Linked DNA regions of Mus musculus: regions 1, 3, 4, 5, 6 and 7 are each linked to region 2. The links are chromatin contacts, called in public ChIA-PET, Hi-C, HiChIP or PLAC-seq and promoter capture Hi-C maps. All regions are on one chromosome and are shown on one strand. Each heading gives the region's core, a stretch centred on a gene start, on an enhancer-like site or on the middle of the called end of the contact. The rest is flanking DNA. Distances are from core to core; before and after follow the strand shown. Region 1 holds the start of Mrgbp (MRG/MORF4L binding protein). Region 2 holds the start of Arfgap1 (ADP-ribosylation factor GTPase activating protein 1). Region 3 holds the start of Lime1 (Lck interacting transmembrane adaptor 1). Region 4 holds the start of Stmn3 (stathmin-like 3). Region 5 holds the start of Helz2 (helicase with zinc finger 2, transcriptional coactivator). Region 6 holds the start of Slco4a1 (solute carrier organic anion transporter family, member 4a1). Region 7 holds the start of Gmeb2 (glucocorticoid modulatory element binding protein 2).

Region 1 (2,824 bases), core at 314-2,813, 390 kb after region 2:
CCGGCGCGAGAAGGGGGAAAATACTACAGGCTCCGCGCAGGCGCACTTGGTGTGGAGGGCGCGCACTCGCCGGGCTGGAGAACGCCGCGTGCCCGCGTCCGCGCAGGCGCAGCGAAGACTGGCTTCCGGTGCAGCAGCGACTCCTGGTGGTTGAACCTTTTACTGCCTACGGCTCTGTCCGGAGAAGGCGAGGGAACAAACCTTATGCTTTAAAAATGCACCAGATGGGCGTGGTGACACACTCCTGTAATTCTAGCTCTCGGGAGAGAGAGGCAGGAGTTCTGAGTCAGCCAAGTCTGCATAGCATGACACACACGGCCCAAAAATCTGGGCTTCACCTGGTTAGGTAATTTGGAAAAGAACTCAGCTAGAAGTGAAGGTGTGTCTCTCCTTGCCAGAGATAAATTGTACAATATGTAAATTACATCTCACTAAAACTGTTTAAGAAAAATAGTTTAAACAACAACAGCAGCAACAACAATAACAACAACAACATCCCATGGGCTAGTGAGATGGCCCATCTAATAGAGATCCTTGTGCACAGCCCATAACTGGAACTCCACCCCTGGATCCTAGAGCTGGCAGGAGAGGAGCAATTCTTAGGAGTTGTACTCTAGAGCTGGAGACATGGCTCAGCGGTTAAGAGCACTGACTGCTCTACCAGAAGTCCTGAGTTCAATTCCCAGCAACCACATGGTGGCTCACAATCATCTGTAATGGGTTCTGATGCCCTCTTCTGGTGTGTCTGAAGATAGCTACAGCATAGTCATATAAATAAAATAAGTAAAAAAAAAAAAAAAAGTTGTATTCTAACCTCTATATGTATTCCATGGTATATGCACACTTGCACACACACACCATAAATAATTTAAAAATTTAAAGCCCAACAATCACATTTTGTAGGAGTGAAGCTCTGTATATCTTTCAGTAGCCCTGACCTGAGTGCACGACAGTCCCAGAATTAAGTGCTTCCTTGGCATCAGAAGACAGAAATCCAGGTCCTGTCGGCCTTGCTACCTACCTGTACCTCCATTCTGTCCCTACAGTGGATCCACTCCAGAAGTGGTTGGATGATTAACTCAGACTGTCAGAATTTCAGGCAGGTGTTAGTAGCTCTACATGGGATTGGATAGGGCCAAGGGCTGGGCACAGCAGCCTTAAGAACATGGTTGCTTCTGGGCCTGAGTCACCCCAGTCAGCTGTGCCATGGGTCCTACCCTGCCACCCATCCAGGTTTCATTACTTACCCATTCCTCAGCCATTGCCAGGCATCAGAATCCCTTTTCTGACTGATGCCTCTCAGACTAAGATGTTGAGAACCTTTGTTCTCCTTTGTGCTATGGGGCCACTGTAGCTCTGAACTCTTGGGTCTTGATAAGGATCACTTGCTGGCTGCCACAAGCCTTGAATCCAGTCCTGACACTCCACTTGCCCCTCATTCAGGCCTGTAACCAGACAATGCTCACAGCAGGGAACCATGGAGGGTGCTGGCTCTGACCTGTCTCATTGTCTGGGACAGCTCAGAGCTCAGAGCCAGACAGCAGTCTGTGGCCAGGCTTCAGCTTTCCCACTGTGAAAGCGTAGCTGGTGGAAAAGTTCCCACAATGCCACAGGGGAGGTGTGGCCCAATAAAGCTTCATAAGGGGGTGTGGGGTCACTGCTATCATGTGGATATGATGCAGCTGGGAGTTATGATCTCACAGGGGCGGTGCCCTTGCCTCTGCTTGGTTGGCATGCAGAACTTGGCTTAGTTACTGTACGGCTGGGTGAAGCATAATCTACCATCTGGGACATGTCATAAAGCAAGTTCCCAACCTAAGAGCTGCCACATATTAAGTGCCCAGGAGCTGATTGATAATATCCTGGTTATTCTCTGAATATCTAAGGCATGGTAGACTCTGCTGCTGACTGCTTCTGGTTCCGGTCCACCTTAGTCTCACCCCTACCAGGTAGGATACTCCTTCAATTTGGAGTGCGTCCTTCTTCAGGGAGCTTCCCTATGTAACCCTCAACCTCATCTATCCTAGCTGGTCCTCTCTGGTTTGTGCGATCTCTGTACTCAGACCACATCCTACCAGCCATGACATTTGCAAACATCCGTCTGTTACTTCAGAACGCGTGACTGGCAATATAGACTTGATGCCTATAGACAGGTTGGATGGTTTAGGAGAGAAGGATGACTTCATTCTTTCTCTCCACGAAGCCACAGCAGGTCTCTGCAGAACTCTCTGTTAGGTAGTAGGAAGTAGCTGAGCATCAAGGTCAGCAGCTAAGACCCCGCCTACTATCCCACGCTAACTTCTTATTTTCATGAACATGTAGGCTCTCTAGTCCAAAAGCATGAATTAAGAGGAAGCTGTGCTTGTTCGTTTTGTAGCGCTCCTGTGATTATCACTCTCTAACAAGGAGCTGTAGAGAAACCATTAGCCCATGATCATGTGTGTGATCCCGTAGCTTCAAAGTGAATTCACACCTGTTGGGAGCTGAGAGGTTCCTTCAAACCTGATAGAAGGATTTCTTTGGTCTGGAGCAGGTGTCTGTGTGGCACACCACCAACTTTCTGTAGAAATGGCTGGTGAAGTTTGCCCAGATTTGTCTTCTCCGTGAGGTCTTCAGGTGGTTCCAGGTGGCCAGGATATAATCAGCTTTGTAGCAAGACTCCTTACTTCCCAGATACAAAGTAGACAATGATATATATCTACTAGCCAACTGGTCAAGTCCTTTCTCATTTGTTGCGACTCCTGCTGCTTAAGTCTTTTATACAAGATAGATACAAGTGCTGGGATTCTTGATCCTAGTGTGAAGGGTTCAGACTGGGCTCAGG
Region 2 (3,060 bases), core at 209-2,708:
TGCGGGGAACAAAGGCATGCTCCACCACTTACTTCCCTGCTCAAATTAATCATCTTAAATGTTGCTTAATAACATGAAAATAAGTATCTCTCAGTTTAACCAGCCTAAAGAAGGCCTCAAGAATCCTTTTTTTTTTTTTTTTAAGATTTCTTTCTTGGGTGGGCTCACAAGTGCATGCCTAGAAGCCTAGAAGGTGGGAGCTGAGTATCTCCTTCCTCCAAGTGAGTACCAGGATCAAACTCAGGTAGTCAGGCTTTGTGGCAAGCACCCCTACCTGGTATCCATATCACCCACCCTTAAGAATTCTTAATAGCTGAAATGAAAAAAAAAACAACAAAATACTCTTCCTTCAGGCAGACATACCTAGTAGATAATGAAGCAAATAAGGATTTCAAACTTTAGTGAGCTACATGTCACACTAGAGAACATTTGCTTCTTAAATGGGACGTGATGTACATCTGAGGTCAAAGGGGACATCTAGGGACATAGCTTGGCCCTAAGGCTACACAGTATGGGTGACCAAAAACCGTTCAGAGAACACAAAGAACCCATGTCTAAGTTATGCTTCTTCACTCTGAAGAACAGACGATATCAGATCATCACCTCGTCCAGAACTATAGTTAGGGCTTCAATGCTCTAAACATTGCACAGCTATGGAACAGTGTATATTACTTCTGACTTGTGGGTGCCTTAAGAGTGCAAATACAGTATATTCTATTGCCAGGTACAATTGAGAAAAAGTTTAGAAGCTTGATCCTGTGGGGGTCTGTTGTTGAGATGTTTTGTTTTTCCTCCTTCCGCAGAGGACTCACTTCAGAGACCAAGAAGGGAAAAATCAAACAAACTGAGGTTAGAAAACCTGGCTTACCGGCACCTCTGGACAGAATCTTCTTTCGAAGTGAAGGGCTGAGGCCCTTTCCCGACAAAGTGGGCAGTGCAGAACCAGTCTGCGTCCAAGACTGCTCGGGACCAGAGCGCTGAGGGGCCACGTAGGTCCCTGCAACCGCTAGGCTGAAGGGCGGTAAAGCTCACAGGCCGGGAGGCAGGGGAGGGGGGGTCTGGACGGCCGCACACTGGGATCCTGGAGTTTGGGGTCCGAGGAACAAAAACGTCACGGGTCGAAGGACTGGAGAACCCGGGGCCAGGAAGCTGGGAAATGGGAGGTACGCGGGAGGCACCGGGGAGTAAGTCAGGGCTGAAGACCGGGGGCGTCGGACAGTCACGGTATTGGGGGACCAGGGGCCTAGGGCTGCAGAATCGAGGATTACAGGGCCAGGAACTGGGTGATCTGAGAGCCGGAAGGGCAAGGAACTGAGGGTCCGCGGATGCCCGGTGTCCTGGCCGCAAACTCACCTGCTGCCCCCAGGAGGTCGGGTCCGGCCGAGGTGCCAAGCTGGACTAGGCGCTCAGATCCCCCCACCAGCCGCCAGCAGCTTCCGGCTACGTCGCGCTTTGCAAGGGCTCATGGGAGGCCTCCGAGGCGGTACTTCCGCCTCTGTGCGCGAGCCCGAGGCGAGGCTTCTTTTCCGGTCTGTCTAAACCTTCGGCTGAGCGCCAGGTTTGCAGGGTTGCCTCTGCGTGGGCAGTGCGGCAGGGCAGCGCAGATGGATCCGGGCTGCGCTATCTCCAGCGGGATTCTAGGGCGTCCACGGTCTCGACCAAGCCCGGGAACAAGGGACTTCCCGTGGCTTCTGTCAACTCGAACTCCGACCCGTGGTTTAAAATAGACTTGGGCAAGCAGTTCTGGTCAAATCAATGTATTTAGTAGCCGGCGGGTTTTAGTTTTGTGTTCACTTTGGGCCGCCCTGTGTCACTAATTCCTTCCTCATTGGCCTTTTGACGGTTTTGCTTGGGCTTTTTATTTTTATTTACTTGTTTGTTTATTTATTTTTTAAGAGACTGGGTTTCTCTGTGTAGCCCTGGCTGCCCTGGAGCTAGCTGGCTTCCAACTCTAAGATCCGCCTGCTTCTGCCCCCCCGAGTGGATCAAAAGATGTGAGCCATCGCCGCCCGGCTCGTTTGACTTTCAAATTGGCCAAAAGTCAATGTTTTATTGAGGTCAAATCAAACGTACCTGCATCGAAACTTACCGTGAGGCATTTTATCAAATTCAGATCCATACAGTTGGGACCTCAAGGGACAGTGGATCCCTTTCTCCATCCACTGTTGGAGTTTCTTTCACAGGTTTAGAGCTTTGTGTAAAGAGAGAAACAAAAAACGTAGCCTTAAGTCACTTAACCACAGCCTGATATTGTTATTTGAGATAGACTTTCACATCATAGCCTAATTTAGCCTGGAACTCGATTCAGCCTCCTGAGTTCTGGAATTATAGACACCCCACCTAGCTTCATAACATGGCATTTCTGTTTTTGTGAGAAAGGCTCTTATGTATACCAGGATGTTCCAGAACTCATACCTGCCCTCTGCAGGCTAACGTAGTGGCCAAATGCAGGGGACAGGAAGCTTACTAAGAACATAAGTGGCAAATTCCTTAATTGCAGCACTGGGGAGGCAGACAGGTCTCTGACTTCCAGGCCAGCCTGGTCTACAGAGTGAGTGCCAGGCCAACCTGGGCTATACAAAGAAATCCTACCTTTACAAACAAAAGAACAAAATCTAAGCCAGATATAATGGCTCAACCTTCCACCTCCTATAAACTTAAACACATACACATAACCATGTGAAGCCCAGGGCATAAGAAAATGGTGGCTGGAACCTCCGGTAAGGGTTCTGTGATTCTACTTTTATCATGAGGATGTGTTAATGGCCTCACCACCACTACCACACATCTAGCCATTGTTGGGCTGCTTTGCTTATTTTTTTTTTTTTCTGGCTGAGGGCAGCCATGGTGACTGTGCCTCTCAGTGGTGATGATCATGTCATGCTCAGATGACACTACAACATAAATAACAGAAAAGTAGTCAAGGCCTTGAGCTCAGACCCTCGATGTGGCCCAGCATGGTCCAAACGGTTCCTTGGCTCCCAGGGAAGGTAGCAGGGAGGAAACAGCTAGACCTACACAAGCTAGGTGTGTTGAAGTACATTTTGTACATGTGAGCTT
Region 3 (3,120 bases), core at 577-3,076, 410 kb before region 2:
AGCCTGGCACAACTAATGGTCAGCTGTGTTCCAGCCCACACCACAGGGCTAGCAGCCAGGCTGGCCCTGGGAATTGCAGCCAGCCCCACATTGGAATAAGTGGCCTCAGAGCTAGTAGAAGGTGCAGTTGCAGGAGCAGCAGGAGGGGCCCTGGGCAGCTGCCGTGGTGGGAAGGCAGAGTTGGGTACCTGAGACCTGGTGCTGCCCCTGGACATCTCTAGCCAGCGTGGATGCAGAAGATCCATGCTAGCAGGCCGTGGGGCTAGGGATGAAGTCAAGGCAGAAGTCACTGAGGGGCCAGCTCTAGTGGTGGGAGGCTGAAGCCAGCCCTACACTTATGGTTTCCCAGGAACTCACCTATGCTGGAGCGTGGGCCTCGGTGCAGCTCATGCAGTCTGGTGTCAGACTTGCTGAGGGAGCAGAGGTGGGTCTGTCTCAGCAGTGGCTAGGGAGCAAGGAAGGCTGGTTGATTCCCTGCTGTCTTCACCCTGGCCCCTGGGACAGTCTGGCACTCACCATTTCCACTGGTACCAAACTGTCCTGCAGCCCAGTTTGCTGCCTCTGAGCTCTCTTCCTGGGGGCAAGAGTGTTGTTAGTCTAGTAGGCAGAGGAAGGTGCACAGGTAGTCAGATGCTGGCCCAGGCTCAGTGTGGAAGCACATATAGAGCCGTCATATGGACTTCTCTATCGTGACTTCTGGCTCTGAACCATGCAGGGTGAGGGCAGACAGAATCCCAGGCACATACCTGTGGCAGGCTGTGCACAGTGCCCATAGCCAAAGGAGCAGGGAGAAGCAGCCCAGGACCCAGAGAGCTAGTGGGGCTGAAGGCACTGGTGGCCTCATCCTGTGAAACAGGGAAGAGAGCCCTGGGGACAGAAGAGATGAGCACTGGGGGCTGGCTGCGAGAGCAGTGTACAGCTGCAGCCTACTTGCAGATCTTGCCCACTAGTGGGTTCCTTCTCCCTGGTTGACTCAGCACACCGGAAACCCCCAAGCCTTGCATTTTTGCCGTGCTCTAGGGGGACCCACCTTTCCCTCTCTAGCTAGGGTTCCTGGTAAGAAGTGCTCTGCCTATCCCTGTTAGTTATCAGGAATGGAGATGGAGATAGAGGAGCATGGCCAGGGTAGCTATGACCTCAACTGAACAAGGGTGTATAACTGGAGCTCAAGCCCATCACCTGGGGAATCTCTGACTTCACTCTGACTCTGAGCCACAGACCACAGGTCTCACCTCCGGCCACCAATGCCCACAGAGTGACCCCTGTGTCAGGCAATCTTCCTAGACTACTCACTACAGAAAGGGTGGGTGGGGGAGGTGTGTGTCAATGAACAGGAGGAGCTGCTATGAGGGCCACGTACTCCCACCCTACTCCACACTTCCCGGGGCTCTGGGGCTTCCCTGGAGTTACCCTTTGCAGAGCTGATTAGGGTCTCACCCAGACGTTAAAGGTAAGTAAAATTGGGGTGAACAACAGCCTTCTGAGGTGAGGGCCTGTCTGTTCAGGCTTGGAGTGTAGGCTTCTTTCACTGAGTGGGCCCAAGCTGACTAACCTGGCTACAGCCAAGTTATCAATGGCCTAACCAGGCAGGGACTAACCCTCCCAGACCCCAGAGCATGGAGAGGCTTGGGGGCTGGCCCAGGATAAAGGGTGAGGGAGCACTTACCGAGGCCACCGGGGATTTGCTGCTTGGCCCTGTCTAGGACAGCCAGGAAGATCTTTGTGGGCTGCTGGTGACGCCTCACCTCACTTCCTGTGTTTCTCAGAGCACCTCCCAGCAGCCACACAGCTCTTGCGCAGTTGCTCCCACAGTCTCTGCTCTCCTCACACCTCATCATGGCTAATGCTATCACTAGGCAATTACCACAAAGACCAGCACAGTCCCCTCCACCCCAATGAGGCAGATACCCATTAATGAGGTGAACAAAGCAGGTGAACTGGATGGATTATCGTGGCAGCCAAAAACCAGAAATGAACCCCAAACCCACCCAAGCCAGGTCTGCCTGCTTTTCTCACTGACTGTATTCCTAAGGTGTTTCCATCTCACACACCCTACCTGCTTGTGAGTACTGGGACTGAAGAGCCACCTTAGGTTCTTACCCACTTGGTCAGAGAAGGGAAAAGGGAGAATGTTTTTCTCTTGGACTCTTGGACCCTAGACAGAGGCAGTGGCCTCATTTGGTACTCCCACTGCCCACCTGTCTACTCCCAGGACCTACACAGATCCCTGTGTCCCCAGAAATCCTGAAGCCAGCTGAGTCTCCACTGAGAGAATTGTGATGAAATCACTTTAATGTCCTAAGGAGACACCCCAAGACACTGGTAGGTGGGCTTGGTGGGCAGATAAGTGTTCAAAATCAGCCCTGATGTCCCACCTCTACTCAGCAGTGTTCACACTCTAGGCTGACAAGGCTAATTAAGGGGCATCCTAAGAAGGGGCTGGTTCCTCTTCCAGGTGCTGTTTAGGCATCAGGGTGACAGCTGTCTTTCTGCCAAGGCAGTTTGGAGCTGGGTCCCAGGGCTCTATCCACAATACAGGCAGGGCCGCTAGAACTCTGTCATCTTCCTGTGAGTGTCTGCCTTCCGCTGTTTCCTCTGTAGGTCAGCCTCCTGAGCACGCAGCTGACCCAGCTGCCGCTGGGCTCCCTCCAGCTTCTCCTGCAGATGGGCTGTCGTCATATTGTGCCTAGGGAGAGCCTGCTGGTCAGCATTGCCTCCTGGCTCCCCACTTCCAAGCCCTCAGCTGCTATAGCCAATGCCTGTCCTCTAATATCTAGACCACCTCAGACTCAGCTGCTACTCAGGTCAGGTAACCTTTAGCAGGTATCCTCTGGGCATAGCCACTGGAGCCCATACTGCCTCAGCTGGATCCCACACATACCGGCCAGTGTTCCGGGTTAGGGCCTCCTGGATGCCCCGGATGTCCCGTTGGGTCCGCTCAATCTTCTCCTCAGTCTGGAAGAGCTGCAGGCTCAAAGCCTGCTTGGCGCTCTTGCTGGCGTGATACATGTCTTTGTTCCTTCTCTCTGGGGTATCCACCCCAGCATCTGGGGTCCCAGGAACCTGGCTTTGCAGTTTTTCATTCAAAAAGTCAAACACATTCCGGGGGGGTGGGCGGCC
Region 4 (2,900 bases), core at 337-2,836, 350 kb before region 2:
CAACTGTCAGATACATAGGCCCAGGCTCAGGTATACATTACTAGGTGCAAGGTTATATGCAATGCTAATAGGATGGCTCCATGTACACCTGGTCCTTAGGTTTGCCCCTGACTTTTGCCTTTGTAAGCTGCCTCCTCTTCCTAAAGTCTTGGAGGATTTTCAGAATTTTACTTCTAGCCTTATGAGTTAAATGTTTGTGAAACAAGCCATTTTTGTCTAGATTTCAGTGACTCCATCTCAAAAGTGGATGAGATAGCCCATTAGATATTAGGCTGTCTTGTCAGGAAAGGCAAATCATGTGCTCCCTACTTGTCCCAGTAAGCCTTAATGTCACCTTAGCACAGCCTAGAGTCACACAAGAAAGGGATTTCAACTGAGGAATTTCCTGGATCAAAATTTACCTGTGCCCATGTCTTTGGGGGGACTGTCTTGATTGTTCATTGCTGGGCAGTACACTCCTAGGCAGCTTGTTACCTAAACTTTTTTTTTTTTTTTTTTGAGACAGGGTTTCTCTGTGTAGCCCTGGCTGTCTTGGAACTCACTCTGTAGACCAGGCTGGCCTCGAACTCAGAAATCCACCTGCCTCTGCCTCCCAAGTGCTGGGCTTAAAGGTGTGCACCACCACCACCCGGCTTACCTAAACTATTTAGGAAGGCCAGAGAAACATAAGCCTGTTTGTGAGCCAGAGAGCAGCACTTCTCCGTGGTTCCTGCTACATTTCCGTAAAAGTGACTAGGTTTCTTGGTCAGAGGTAATGCTTTATGGCTTAGCAAGCAGACCTGATTTCAAGTTCCTGCCTTGACTTCCCTCAATGATGGGTTGTAACCTGTAAAATGAAATAAATTCTTCCCCTCATGTTGCATTGATGAAGCTTATTTCCCGTCGGGGTCTCACTATGTAGTCTTGGCTGGCCTAGAACTCACAGAGATCCTCTTGCTTCTGTCTCTCAAGTACTGGAATGAAAGATATGTACTACCATTCCCAGCCCTTGACCAAAACATTTTATTACTCCAGGGATGAAAATAGAACACATATGCATGTATACACTCAACCCTAGCAAATCTCTCTTCTGTCTTCTGGAGTCTGACACTATGGCTCCATCTTATACCAAAGAAGCAAAGGCCCAGAGAGGTTAGGAACTCTTTCTCCATCAGATAGAGAATGTGAGAGCTGGTGCTAGAACCTGACTCAAGGTCACATCAAATCCCAGTCATAGGCCTTACCACACCCTTATTTAACCAGAACCTGCTCACTCTCTGGACAGAGTTACCCCAGATATTCTTGTAGGACAGTGTCACCCTTTGCAAACCAGTGAATCCCTTCCTTTCAGTACTTAACAGGGGCTTAGAAGTCATCCACCCTCTAGCAGCCTCTGTCACCCACCCTGACTATGAGACAAGCCCATACTCTGGCCCTTCTCCTTCCGTGCCTATTCTGGGGAATGAGTCTTATCTCCACATTCTCTAAGATACACAAAGCCATATTACAGGAGTGTCATCCATGGCTGCGGCAGATGAAATATAGGCCTCTTACTGCATCGTTTTACTTCTCTCCCTCCATCTCCTCCCACTGTCTTGTCTTTGATAGTTGCTGCCAGCGTTTGTTCGTCCACTGTCTGTCGGATCTGTCTCTCTCTCCCTCTTCTCTCTCCTTCTCCCTCCCTCCCGCCCTTCCTCTCTCCTTTCCTCTCTTTCTTCCTCTCCCCTCCCCTTCCTTCCACCCCCACTCCTCCATCCATCCCTCGCTCCCTCCCCCTCTTGCCGCGCCCGCCCTTCCTCCCTCCCCTCCACAGCATTGCAGCATTCGCAGACTGCAGCTCCCAGACACCGCCCGCATCCCTCCGGCCTCCGAAGCCCCAGCCGCCGCCAGCACCATGGCCAGCACCGTATCTGGTAGGGCTCGGGAGCCTAGGGGATCATGGGACCGCAGTGGGTCTTACCAGAGGCCATTGTCTAAGCAGAGGCCTCGCCTGATGCAGTAGCAAGTTACTGGCTCCGTTTTCCTGTGTCGGACCTTGTGCAAGGCGAGGCTGGGCTGGCCCTGCAAGAAGGGGGGTCCAGAGTTCTTAAGGGGTGGAAGGGGACTCAAGTGCGGAGGAGATGCTACTGGACGCGGGGTAGGAGCCGCGCCCTAGACAGGGTTGAATGAAACCGGGCTCCCCGGGGCATTACCCCTTCAGGCGCTGGGGTGCGGGGCCAAGGTGCAACTGCCGCAGAGCGGCTTTGCGGATTCTATGCCTGCGAACAAGAGTGCCTGCAGTTCGGCTAGCAGGTCCCCTAAGGCTCCAGCTACCTTGGGTTTCAGTGTCATTGAGTCTTCGTAGGGGGCTGAGGGGGAGGTGGAACCCTCCATAGAAGCCTGGACCTTGGTCCCTGAGAAATGGGGGAGGGGCGCAGGGACACAGGAGGGGACCTCTCAACCGCGCGGAGAGAGACTGGAGCCTGCGACAAGCGAGGCTTCCTCGCCTCCATTCCCCACTGTGACCGTTGTACAGGGGGACCACCCTCTGCGATGCTAGGGCCACCGGCTCCAGCCAGAAGAACCTCCGCCCTTTGCGCCACTGGGTATAAGTGGAGAGGCTACTGCATTTCCAAACCTTTCCGGGGTATGGGTGGGGTCTGCTTTCATAGGAAGCCTCCCACACCTCAGACTGCATAGAGGGTCGAACCGAGGCGGAGGAAAGGACACTAGCAGTGTACTAGGTCCCTGCATGGTTGCGGCGGCTCCACTCTTGACCTGAGAGGCTAAAGCTGGACAGCCCCGCCCAGTCCCTAGTCTCAGCAGGGTTTTTTTTTTTTTTTTTTTTTCTTCTGGGTGCCTGAGACTGCAGGACGCATGACACCCACCTCCTGACCTTGGTTTCCTCTAAGAGCCTCATGGTCTTGCTGCCTTACCTTCTC
Region 5 (2,872 bases), core at 296-2,795, 270 kb before region 2:
GTCTGGATAGCAGCTATATCCAGTAGCTAGCTCCCTGAAAACAAAACACCTAGTCAGGTCTAAGGGGATCTCTCTCTCTCTCTCTCTCTCTCTCTCTCTGTGTGTGTGTGTGTGTGTGTGTGTGTGTTGAGGAAAGACCAGAAAAGCTGCTATATTAAAAAAGAAAATAAAATTTGGATCTTCAGACCAAGTCAGAAATCCTGTTAAGAAAAACCTCTTGAAGAGCTCTTTTTGCTCTCCAGAGATCTCCAGGTAGCTTAACCATCACTAGAGAAAATTCCAAAGAACTGCTATTCCATTCTGCTAGCTCATCTCATGCAGACCAAAAGCCCAGTTTTTAAATTTCCATATCAATTCACTTATTTATTCCAGGTGCTCTTTTGATTATCCTATTAATCAGCGTCCTGTGACCCCAACCTTTTGATTCAGAGACAGCAAACATACATTTTCTCTTAACATTGCAAAAGAATTCAGAGATCTGTCTGCCTTAGTTAAGCCTAGATGACATGCTAGTTTGTTGGGACCCTGCCCTGAAATTATTTCCACCATGCACCGTTTCCATCACGCCTGAGTCTAACCTTGCTCTGTCCTAGGCTGACCTTAAACTCAGGAACCTGCATGCCTTATGCTTTTGTATCTTTGCGACAAGTTGGCTCATTGTGTACCTGTCTCTGTTCCTTTAAATTCATGAAACCCCTCATAATTCATATCGCATCCTTATATTTTTGGATAGTTAAGAAATTATATATTTTCAAATTCCCGTATTTAGAGCTCTTTCCCATAGCCTCAAGGGCTGTCCTGAGGGTTCCAGTGTTTACCATTTTGCAGAGACATAGCCACATCCTCGACTCCTGGACTCTGCTGTTTCTAATTCTCCTGGAGTCATTAATGTTAACAGAGAGGACATTCCTCGAAGGAATGTGAAATATGTACATTATTATACAAACTTGCCTTATGCCCACAGCAGCCATTTGACACTCCTGGAGGCTCACACCAGGACCCTATTCCAAGGGTAGGAACCATGTCACTCTGTCCCCACGGGGGCCATGCCAGGCACAGCATTGACTAAAATTATTAGCGCTTCAAGGAAGAAGTCTAGTGCCTTTTAGGAACAGGTCCTGCCCCAGCATAGAGTTCTCTGTTCCTTGCCTGTCTGGCCCTGCTCCCAAGGACCCTAGCCTTTGGCTATAGCACCCAGAGTAAATTTCCCAAGGCTCTATAGGCAAAGGCTCTCCCACTCCCAAATAGGGGCTTTTTTTTTTTTTTTTTTAATCCTAAAGCCATCTACCCTGGGGCTCATCTTACGGTTCCCACACAAGAGAGTACAGACGTCTAAGTATGAGTAGGGGGAGGGACCGGGAAAGGGCCAGGTTAAATCCTGCTGTGTTGACCTCAAGGGGACTGTGGAGGTGGGGAGTGGGGGAAATCTTCCTAGGGCCAGGGAGCTCCGCCAGGTCTGGGAGGGAGGCTATCACTTGAGGGCGGGGCAGGGGCGGGGCAGGGGGGGCAGTGAGGTAATTTCCGTGCTCTGTCGTCAGAGTTCTGAGTCGCCCCAGGGGCAGAAACGAAACTGATCGCTACTCTTAAGTCGATGCTGGTGCACTGGGTGAGTATGGGGTGGTGGCTGGGGACTGGAGGGGCCACCTAGAGAGGTGTGAAGACCACCCCTTTGCCTGCAAATGGGCAAGATCAGTGGCCTCAGACAGACCCTAGCATCGGACAACTCCATGGACCCCTCTTCCTGCTTCTCCAGCTGCCGGGTATGGGGTTCTAGCTCTGACGACTTAGAAAACTCCACAGAGGAGTGCAGGGAGGGACTGCAGGCTTTGCCTGTTGCTCATTCTTTCCATTTAAAACATAATCTTTGTACCTCAACGATTGCCTTGAAAGTTTAGAGGGCTAGGGTATAGGTCAGTAATAGATTATTTGCTTGGCATGTATGAGTGAGAGAGAGAGAGAGAGAGAGAGAGAGAGAGAGAGAGAGAGAGAGAGAGAGATATGACCTGACTAGGTGTTTCAGGGAGCTAGCTGTTCTCTCGCCCATCCTTGCTGGGTGGTGGTACTAACTAAGACTCTGGGCTCTGGGCATTGCCTCTCCTTCTGGCATCTCTATGGGAGCTCTGAGGAGGGCTATCCAACCTGGGTAGAGCGGAATTTCTACAAGGCTGTGTCCTCCCCTTCAGAGGCTCCTGTTGCCAAGTCCAGGTGGGCTATAGTAGTCCCAGCAGTCAACTAGCAGGTCTCAAGAAAGGGGGTACTCTCTTCAGACGGCCAGGAGCCCCAGAGTTACCAGATGGAGGATTCTGAGGCCTCCCAACTCTTTTTTTTTTCCAGCAGCCACTTGGGCAGGACTTGGAGAGGCCTTTCAGGAGGAAAGGTTGAGTTAGAGTTCCCCCAACAAGCCAAGACTGGGCAGAAGTCTCTGTCCTACACCCGACAGAGGTGTAGGTCCTTCTTGACCTTGGGCTGACTTGCTTCTCTTGTCCTATCACCTCTCCAGGGCTGACGGTTTCAGTACAGCAGCTGCCCAGAAGCCTGGCTCACAATCCTGAAGGACCTGGCCTTTGTCCGAGATGGCATCCGTGGGTTGCAGTCTGAGGTCGGCCAGCACATCCGCCACCAACGGGCCATCCTTAGCCGGACTCTGTGCTAAGGTAGACCTTTACCTGGGCTGCTCCCGCTGCACCCAGTGCCTCAATGAGAGTACCTACATTCTGCGTGAGGTAGAGCACACCTGCCCCAGGGAGATCTTGCTGGCCCGCTTCAAGCAAGCAGCAGAGAGCAAGATCTGGCGTAAGGTGGGCCGCAGGCCTAGCTTCCCAACGCCTATGCGCTATCAAGTCTGTCACTACTATAGGCCAGGGTTGGGCTG
Region 6 (2,964 bases), core at 381-2,880, 510 kb after region 2:
GCCCCTCTGCAGTATTGGGGAAGGTTCTGGTTGGGGCTTGTCCAGCATCTGCTTTGGGGACCACACCCAATGAGCTACAATTAGATCATCCAGGAAGAATTTATCCAGGTAGTACCTGTTGGTCTTTCCTAGTGGGCAGGCAAGGCAAGTCTTGCACCTCATCACAGCCAACAGGTAGGTACCTTTGGCCACCAGCATAGTCCTGTCCTGGTAACTGCTGGTTCTCTGACCTGGCTTTCCTCTCTTCTTGAAGAGAGAATGGCTGGCAAATGATACAAACCTCCGGTCTCCCCTGTGTCATTTCTAGGCAAGCCAAACATCCCGGTGCCCCAGGCTGCTCCTCTGTGCAAGGGGACTTTAAAATGCTGCCTGGGACTGCTCTTATCCAAAGCCCTCTCCAAGCCAGCAAATGCCAGGCTCAGCAAACAGCGCCTGCTGTCCCCATTACCACAGCTAAGATTTATAAATAATTCGGCTAAACACCAGGTGTTCTCTTCCCTGCCGTCCACCTGCCCCAAGCTGCTTTAACAACAGCTGACTAGACAGCTACCTTGGTTTACTAAACTACAAAACAAAACAAAACAAAACAAACAAACAAACAAAAAACACTGCCCTGAAGTTGGGATAGTTCCATCACAAATGGGCAGTTTCAACACCTTGGGACAGAAACACCCCAAGGCCATGTCTGGGGGAGGCCAGCAATCCTCATCACGCTAAACTCAAGCCACTGCGCCTGGGGCCCCAAGCTATAAGGTGCGACTATGTGTCTCTATCTCATTTTTCCTACAGATGCTCACCTCTCCTGTGAAGGAGGTACCCTGCCTTGAGTTCCCGGGTTTGGAGCTAAGCGTGCCAATCAGGCAGCAAAGCGACCCGAACTCTCGTTGGCGTACACACGCGTCCGGGGGCATCGGAGAGCTGCGTGAAGGTACCGGGCCTCAGGGACCCGGGCATCCGCGCTCCTCGTAGGGACAAAGCCCGCCACTAGTGAGCAACTTCCGTGCTCCACGTTTCCCTCGGTCTTAGCAACAACCACCACAGCCACTGGATCTGTCGCTGAACAGACCCGCAGAGGCTCGCACCTGCGTATACTAGCAAACCTTTAACCTGGGCCGACAGCTCTAGCGGTCCCCCCCCCCCCCTCACGCTTTCCTGCGCCCCAAGTCCACTCCCATCTTCCCTCTCGCTCTAGCGCAGCGGCTCTGCCTTCCCCCACCCCACTGCAGACTTGCAGCTTCCCTCATGTGCAGTGAGAAGGGGTGAATTCTGCATCCGGCTCCCTTGAGCCCACTCTGTCCCCGCATTGGTTCCCCGGGATGTGTCTTCAGACAACGCACCCGGGGCTCCGCCGCGCTTTAGTCCAGCCTCCGCAAACACCTGCCGCGCTCCTGACGTCAGCAGGTCGGAGTCTGGCATACCTAGGAGGCATCTAGTACGGAGCCAGACCCTGTCCCCATCCTGGTCCGAGACCTCAAAGCAGTCCAGATCCCAGAGCACTCACCTTCCCACGAACCCGGCTGCCGCGCTGCGCCCTGCGCTCTGGACTACGCGCGCAGCCCACTCCCGCTTCATTCATCGCCCAAGCCGCTCCCGCAGGGATGGGGGTAGTGGCCTCACCACCGCCACCAATGGCAGCGAGGCTCGGGCGGGCCGGGGCCAGAGGTGACAGTAGCGAGGGCGCGCCGGGGCGGGGCCGAGCGGAGGGGCGGAACTTGGGCGGGTCAGGGACAGCACAGAGAGCGGGACTTAGCTAGTGCTTTGCACGCGGTGATTTCTTTCTGTTGGGGGACACTCTGGAGGTTGCAGGCTAGGAAAATATGGCTCAAGTCTCACTGCGTCGTAGATGCCACCTGCTCAAGCGTGGAACCGAGGCGTTGGAGGGCGCGAGTAGCGATCCCCTCAGGCGTGGGGTACAGCTCCAGCCCGGCAAAGGGATCTCTCCACTCTCTGCTCAGGTCAACCAGTGAGTTCAGTGCAACGGGGCGCTGGGCCAAACCACACCCTCACCGGAGGAGCCCACAGGGTTCCAGTTCCGGGTACTCTTGACCTGAGATGGAGAGAGAATATACCAGTCACCTTCAAATTGAGGCGTTCTCTGCTGTGCGACCTTGAACATATTTCTGAACCCCTCTGGGCCAGTTTTCGCATCTGTAAAACTAAGATAATTAGCCATACGAGTGTGATGGCTACTGCTTGTAAGCCTGTGGGTATTCGGAAGGCTGGGGCAGAAGAAGGGTCCCACTTTCATAGTTCTAGGCCAGCCTGGGCTACAAAAGAAACCCAGTCTCAGAAAATCAAGCAAACAACCTTTTTTATTTTTTATTTTTCTTTTTTTTTTTAATTTTATGATTCCAACACATCACTGAAGGAAATGGAAAACAGTAGCTGGTCTGAATTTAGCCAAGTAACAGCCGACAGCCACTAGCCATTAACATCATACCACTGACAATCAACAGCCGATGGCAGAAACTCTCCATATATGTCTCCCTTTGGGGTGTATTACATTTAATTGAAAATACATGTGAGCCAGGTGTGGCGATGTTCACCGATAATCCTATACATACATGGGGCTGATGCAGGAGAATCTTTAGTGGGAGAGCCACACTGGGCTACCTAATAAAATCCTGTCTGGATTTAAAAATAAAAATAAAACAAAACAAAACCAAGAACAACAACCAAAGCAAAACAATAGAAACAAAATAACCTTCCCCAACTCTCCAAGGCATCCAGAGTTTATAATCTGGACAGGGGAAGTAAAGGCAGAAGGAATCAGAGTCTGTGATCAGCTTGGGCTACACAAAAGTAAAGTTAGTGTGGACCCTGCTGTCAGCTCATGAGGACATCACTAGTCACAGGGTGCCTGGGGACAGACCCTCCATGCAGCCTCGGGAGCTAAGGCAGGGCTCTTCCTTTATGTCTAGAGAAGAGACTGGCTGCTGAGCTTAGTTCTTCCAGCCTGACTTG
Region 7 (2,944 bases), core at 134-2,633, 320 kb before region 2:
GCCACCAGCTCTTCTCTAGCCAGACCATTTGATCTCATTAGCATTTATTTTTGCAATGACAAACTCACATAACCAAAACAAACAGCAATGACAAAGACTTCCTCATCTCCTTCAGAGTGAAAGTGCAAGTCTCTTATTTACAGTGTTAATTACGTGAAAATGTTGCTTGTTAGTTTCCCATTCTAGCTGCCACCCTGTTAACAGTGAACTCTTGTTCCCGTCCAAGCAGACATCCATTTCTACTCTAAGGATTCTAAGATGGGCAGAGCAGGGATCCTGAAGCCCTTAATTCTAGTGATCACATTCTGAGAGCTGGCTTGGCACTTAGAATTGGCTGTCTTCAGCTGCTTGAAAGCAAGGGGTGGTGGGGAAGGTAAGGGTTTTACTGCCAAGACTACAATGTCTAACAGGGTGCCCAGGCTCCACCAGGGCCAAGATAAACAAGTCTCATTTTGACAGGACCTGATGTTACCTTTGAACCACACAAGAACTGCTTGTCTTTGGCTTTCAACTGTAAGGAACTTAATAAATGTTGGTTACCTTAAATACGCGACCTTCCCTACAAGTTAGAAAAATAAAAGAAATTCTTCGGGCACCCAAGGCCCTCCATGAGACTTTTATGGCTCCAAGATACTTAAGACACTTAACTTTTTGTCTTATTTATTTATTTATTTTCAGAGCTGAGGTCCAAACCCAGGGCCTTGTGCTTGCCAGGCAAGCGCTCTACCACTGAGCTAAATCCCCAACCCCGACACTTAACTTTTAAATTTCATTTAAAACTTTAAATAATGGGCCGGGCATGGTGATACACACTTTAATCTCAGAACTCGGGGCTCTTTGAGTTCCAAGTCAGTCTGATCTACATAGCGAGTCCGTTTAAAAAAAAAAAAGTTTAAATCATGTTGGACTACCCGCTGCAATGTCAGTTGGTCAACTTCGTGAAAACACCGCTCCGCACTGAGTAGTTTGAAAAAGCAAATTCGCAATGCCTTCAATTTTAAAAAAAAGAAACACGATTCTGTCAGAAATGGTTAAGAACGTCCGCACATGAGTTTTAGGACAGTGTCACTGCAAGGCCGAGGCTGGGTTGCAAAGCACACACCTGGGATACTCGGTTCCCTAGTGGAGCCCAAACGCCAGGACTACAAACCTCGGCCTGAACCACAGAACACCTAATTGGGCAGGCACGCAGACCACACGCGCAGGCGCACAAGAGTCCTACGGGGGCAGTATCTCACCACACTGTTCGCTTCCGCGCTGGGCGCCAAATAAGTCTCCAGGCCCGCCCGGCCCGTGCGTGCGCGGCCTCGGTGTTGCGTCACTAGGAAGCGCGCGCCCGAGCCGCCGCCGCCGCCGCCGCCGCCGCCGAATCCCCAACAAGGAGCGAAGGCTGCGGCCGCCACCGCCACCACCCGCCGCCGCACCCGTCACAGCCGGGCGCCGGAGCAGGCCCGTGTGGGCCCAGGTAAGCGGCATCGGCGCGCCCGCGCACCCCCGCGGCGAGGCTTCTCGCGCCGCTCACGCGCCGCCGTCCAGTCAGGGGTCCCTGCGGAGCGTCAGGACGTTACGGCGGGGGGAGGGGAGGCCGGGGGAGGGGCGGCGGGCGCGCGAGGGCGGCGGCGGCGTCAGGCGCGGCGGCGTCAGGCTGGCGGGCGGGCGCGGGCGCCTGGCGGGAGGGCTCGCGAAGGCGGCTCGCTTCCGGCCTCCATCTTGGCCTCGCCAGAGGCAGGGTCGGGTCGTCCGTGAAAGCCGAGGCGGAAGGGGCTGGAGGAGTGGGGAGCGGTTAGGCGGGAGTGGTGGTGTTTGGGACCCATCGGTGGGCACCAGATGGGTCGGGTTCCTGAGGGCGGGTGGAAAGATTGGGAACGACTCATGGGTGGGACCCGTATTGCTGAACCCCTGGCTTGGAACTGAATCTAGAGGCCAGGATCATCAGGATAGGTACTTGATATCAGTGGAACCATGTCAGGGTGGACCTGTCAGATGGGAACCACGTTGATGGGGACCCATTTGTAGAACTGTGTGGTTGGAGGGAATTATTTTGAGTGGATAATCTTATTGCTGGGAACCGAATCGGTTGGCCCAGTTTTAGTCACGATTGGTGACATTTTTAGGTATTTAGTTGGTTACTTCACTGCTGAGCCAATGTTCTCTGTCTTGAAAACATTTCAAACCCAACAGTTTCAAATTATCATTCTTAATAAGTTAAAATTAAATCGATAATATGACTACCTGTCTAGTTTGTTTCTTCATAGGAAATATGGAAAGCTTTCTGGGAAGACATCCTGGAGTACACATACATACATACCATTTGGATATAAAATGGAGAGTGCCAAGAACAAACATGTCAGTGTATGTGCGTATGTGACTGAGAAAAACAAACCTAGGCCATAGATTAACCCACTTTGTGACCTACCTGAAAAGATATTTAGGTGTCCCTTCTGTGCCAGGAGACCAACTCATGGAATGGGCCTGCCTTATGGTAAGGTTTACTAGTCCCTACATTTCATCTTCCCTCCTCCCTGCCTTCCTAGACAGTCTTAGTATCTAGACTGAGGCCATAATCCGAGCATGTGGGAAACAGATGCAGATGTTGTTGAAGGTCAGCCTGGTCTACAGAATGAGTTCCAAGACATACAGAATGACAAAAGGAGAGAGGGGAAAAAATATTTAAGACTGACCTGGAACTAACCTAGGACTTTATTTATTTATTTATTTAGAGACAGGGTTTCTCTGTATAGCCCTGGCTGTCCTGGAACTCACTTTGTAGATGAGGCTGTAGATGATGAGAAATCTACCTGCCTCTGGGTAGGACTCATTCTTAATAGCTTGTGATTATTTTGGAAAATGGCCCCTAGTTTCTTCTTGCTTCTTTTTCTTTGTGAAGGTTTCCATGCGATCATCCTTGGTTTTAGTCAGCTTATATTTCTTGGTTTCTTGGGTC

What was found. A called contact is a pair of places that touch in the nucleus more often than the background predicts. ChIA-PET counts read pairs in DNA pulled down with a chosen protein or histone mark. HiChIP or PLAC-seq counts read pairs in DNA pulled down with a chosen protein or histone mark. Capture Hi-C pulls out chosen DNA fragments and counts their contacts.
Region 1: a contact with region 2 is called in an H3K27ac HiChIP or PLAC-seq map of microglia, with 6 times the contacts expected there. The contact joins the promoter of Mrgbp here to the promoter of Arfgap1 in region 2. A contact is called at or near these places in 14 of 39 promoter capture datasets (the 3T3-L1 cell line, cranial neural crest, embryonic stem cells and 9 more), 1 of 15 datasets of contacts at CTCF or cohesin (the NIH/3T3 cell line), 19 of 484 Hi-C or Micro-C datasets (CD4 T cells, CD8 T cells, the G1E-ER4 cell line and 12 more), 11 of 115 datasets of contacts at active chromatin or transcription factors (bone marrow-derived macrophages, effector CD8 T cells, embryonic stem cells and 5 more) and 3 of 9 other capture datasets (adipose tissue, liver and pancreatic islet).
Region 3: an RNA polymerase II ChIA-PET map of memory CD8 T cells shows a contact between it and region 2, with 12 read pairs. The contact joins the promoter of Lime1 here to the promoter of Arfgap1 in region 2. A contact is called at or near these places in 5 of 39 promoter capture datasets (the SN4741 cell line, embryonic stem cells, liver and 2 more), 2 of 484 Hi-C or Micro-C datasets (CD4 T cells and uterus), 4 of 115 datasets of contacts at active chromatin or transcription factors (bone marrow-derived macrophages, effector CD8 T cells, large pre-B cells and 1 more) and 2 of 9 other capture datasets (macrophages and pancreatic islet).
Region 4: a promoter capture Hi-C map of adipose tissue shows a contact between it and region 2. The contact joins the promoter of Stmn3 here to the promoter of Arfgap1 in region 2. A contact is called at or near these places in 5 of 39 promoter capture datasets (cranial neural crest, embryonic stem cells, liver and 1 more), 1 of 484 Hi-C or Micro-C datasets (uterus), 6 of 115 datasets of contacts at active chromatin or transcription factors (bone marrow-derived macrophages, embryonic stem cells, microglia and 2 more) and 2 of 9 other capture datasets (adipose tissue and macrophages).
Region 5: a contact with region 2 is called in a promoter capture Hi-C map of adipose tissue. The contact joins the promoter of Helz2 here to the promoter of Arfgap1 in region 2. A contact is called at or near these places in 3 of 39 promoter capture datasets (the 3T3-L1 cell line and liver), 1 of 484 Hi-C or Micro-C datasets (CD4 T cells), 8 of 115 datasets of contacts at active chromatin or transcription factors (the SCID.adh cell line, bone marrow-derived dendritic cells, effector CD8 T cells and 4 more) and 2 of 9 other capture datasets (adipose tissue and liver).
Region 6: a Hi-C map of double positive thymocytes shows a contact between it and region 2, with 7 times the contacts expected there. The contact joins the promoter of Slco4a1 here to the promoter of Arfgap1 in region 2. A contact is called at or near these places in 3 of 39 promoter capture datasets (cranial neural crest, embryonic stem cells and pre-B cells), 3 of 484 Hi-C or Micro-C datasets (double positive thymocytes and embryonic stem cells), 11 of 115 datasets of contacts at active chromatin or transcription factors (CD8 T cells, bone marrow-derived macrophages, embryonic stem cells and 5 more) and 2 of 9 other capture datasets (embryonic stem cells and liver).
Region 7: a contact with region 2 is called in an H3K27ac HiChIP or PLAC-seq map of regulatory T cell precursor, with 5 times the contacts expected there. The contact joins the promoter of Gmeb2 here to the promoter of Arfgap1 in region 2. A contact is called at or near these places in 6 of 39 promoter capture datasets (cranial neural crest, erythroid cells, hippocampal neurons and 2 more), 5 of 484 Hi-C or Micro-C datasets (CD8 T cells, Th1 cells, muscle stem cells and 2 more), 9 of 115 datasets of contacts at active chromatin or transcription factors (acute myeloid leukemia, astrocytes, effector CD8 T cells and 4 more) and 1 of 9 other capture datasets (adipose tissue).

What each region holds. Positions count from the first base shown.
Region 1 is chr2:180,579,961-180,582,784 of GRCm38.p6, reverse strand. Mrgbp (MRG/MORF4L binding protein) reads right to left here and starts at 1,563. Exons shown (of 6, transcript NM_028479.2): 1 at 1,248-1,563; 2 at 1-174. It overlaps Gm30144 (a long non-coding RNA gene), which reads left to right and starts at 917. Exons shown (of 5, transcript XR_001783605.2): 1 at 917-1,949.
Region 2 is chr2:180,965,623-180,968,682 of GRCm38.p6, reverse strand. Arfgap1 (ADP-ribosylation factor GTPase activating protein 1) reads right to left here and starts at 1,458. Exons shown (of 14, transcript NM_145760.3): 1 at 1,354-1,458; 2 at 869-1,081.
Region 3 is chr2:181,379,941-181,383,060 of GRCm38.p6, reverse strand. Lime1 (Lck interacting transmembrane adaptor 1) reads right to left here and starts at 1,826. Exons shown (of 5, transcript NM_023684.2): 1 at 747-1,826; 2 at 517-574; 3 at 358-445; 4 at 1-262. The coding sequence starts at 844. It overlaps Zgpat (zinc finger, CCCH-type with G patch domain), which reads right to left. Exons shown (of 6, transcript NM_001048148.1): 5 at 2,882-3,120; 6 at 2,268-2,686. The coding sequence ends at 2,548. It also overlaps a transcript of Zbtb46 not described here.
Region 4 is chr2:181,313,186-181,316,085 of GRCm38.p6, reverse strand. It overlaps Stmn3 (stathmin-like 3), which reads left to right and starts at 1,586. Exons shown (of 5, transcript NM_009133.3): 1 at 1,586-1,892. The coding sequence starts at 1,874.
Region 5 is chr2:181,240,700-181,243,571 of GRCm38.p6, reverse strand. Helz2 (helicase with zinc finger 2, transcriptional coactivator) reads left to right here and starts at 1,545. Exons shown (of 19, transcript NM_183162.2): 1 at 1,545-1,606; 2 at 2,501-2,872. The coding sequence starts at 2,574.
Region 6 is chr2:180,454,911-180,457,874 of GRCm38.p6, reverse strand. It overlaps Slco4a1 (solute carrier organic anion transporter family, member 4a1), which reads right to left and starts at 1,630. Exons shown (of 12, transcript NM_001355218.1): 1 at 1,502-1,630.
Region 7 is chr2:181,286,405-181,289,348 of GRCm38.p6, reverse strand. Gmeb2 (glucocorticoid modulatory element binding protein 2) reads left to right here and starts at 1,383. Exons shown (of 10, transcript NM_198169.2): 1 at 1,383-1,465.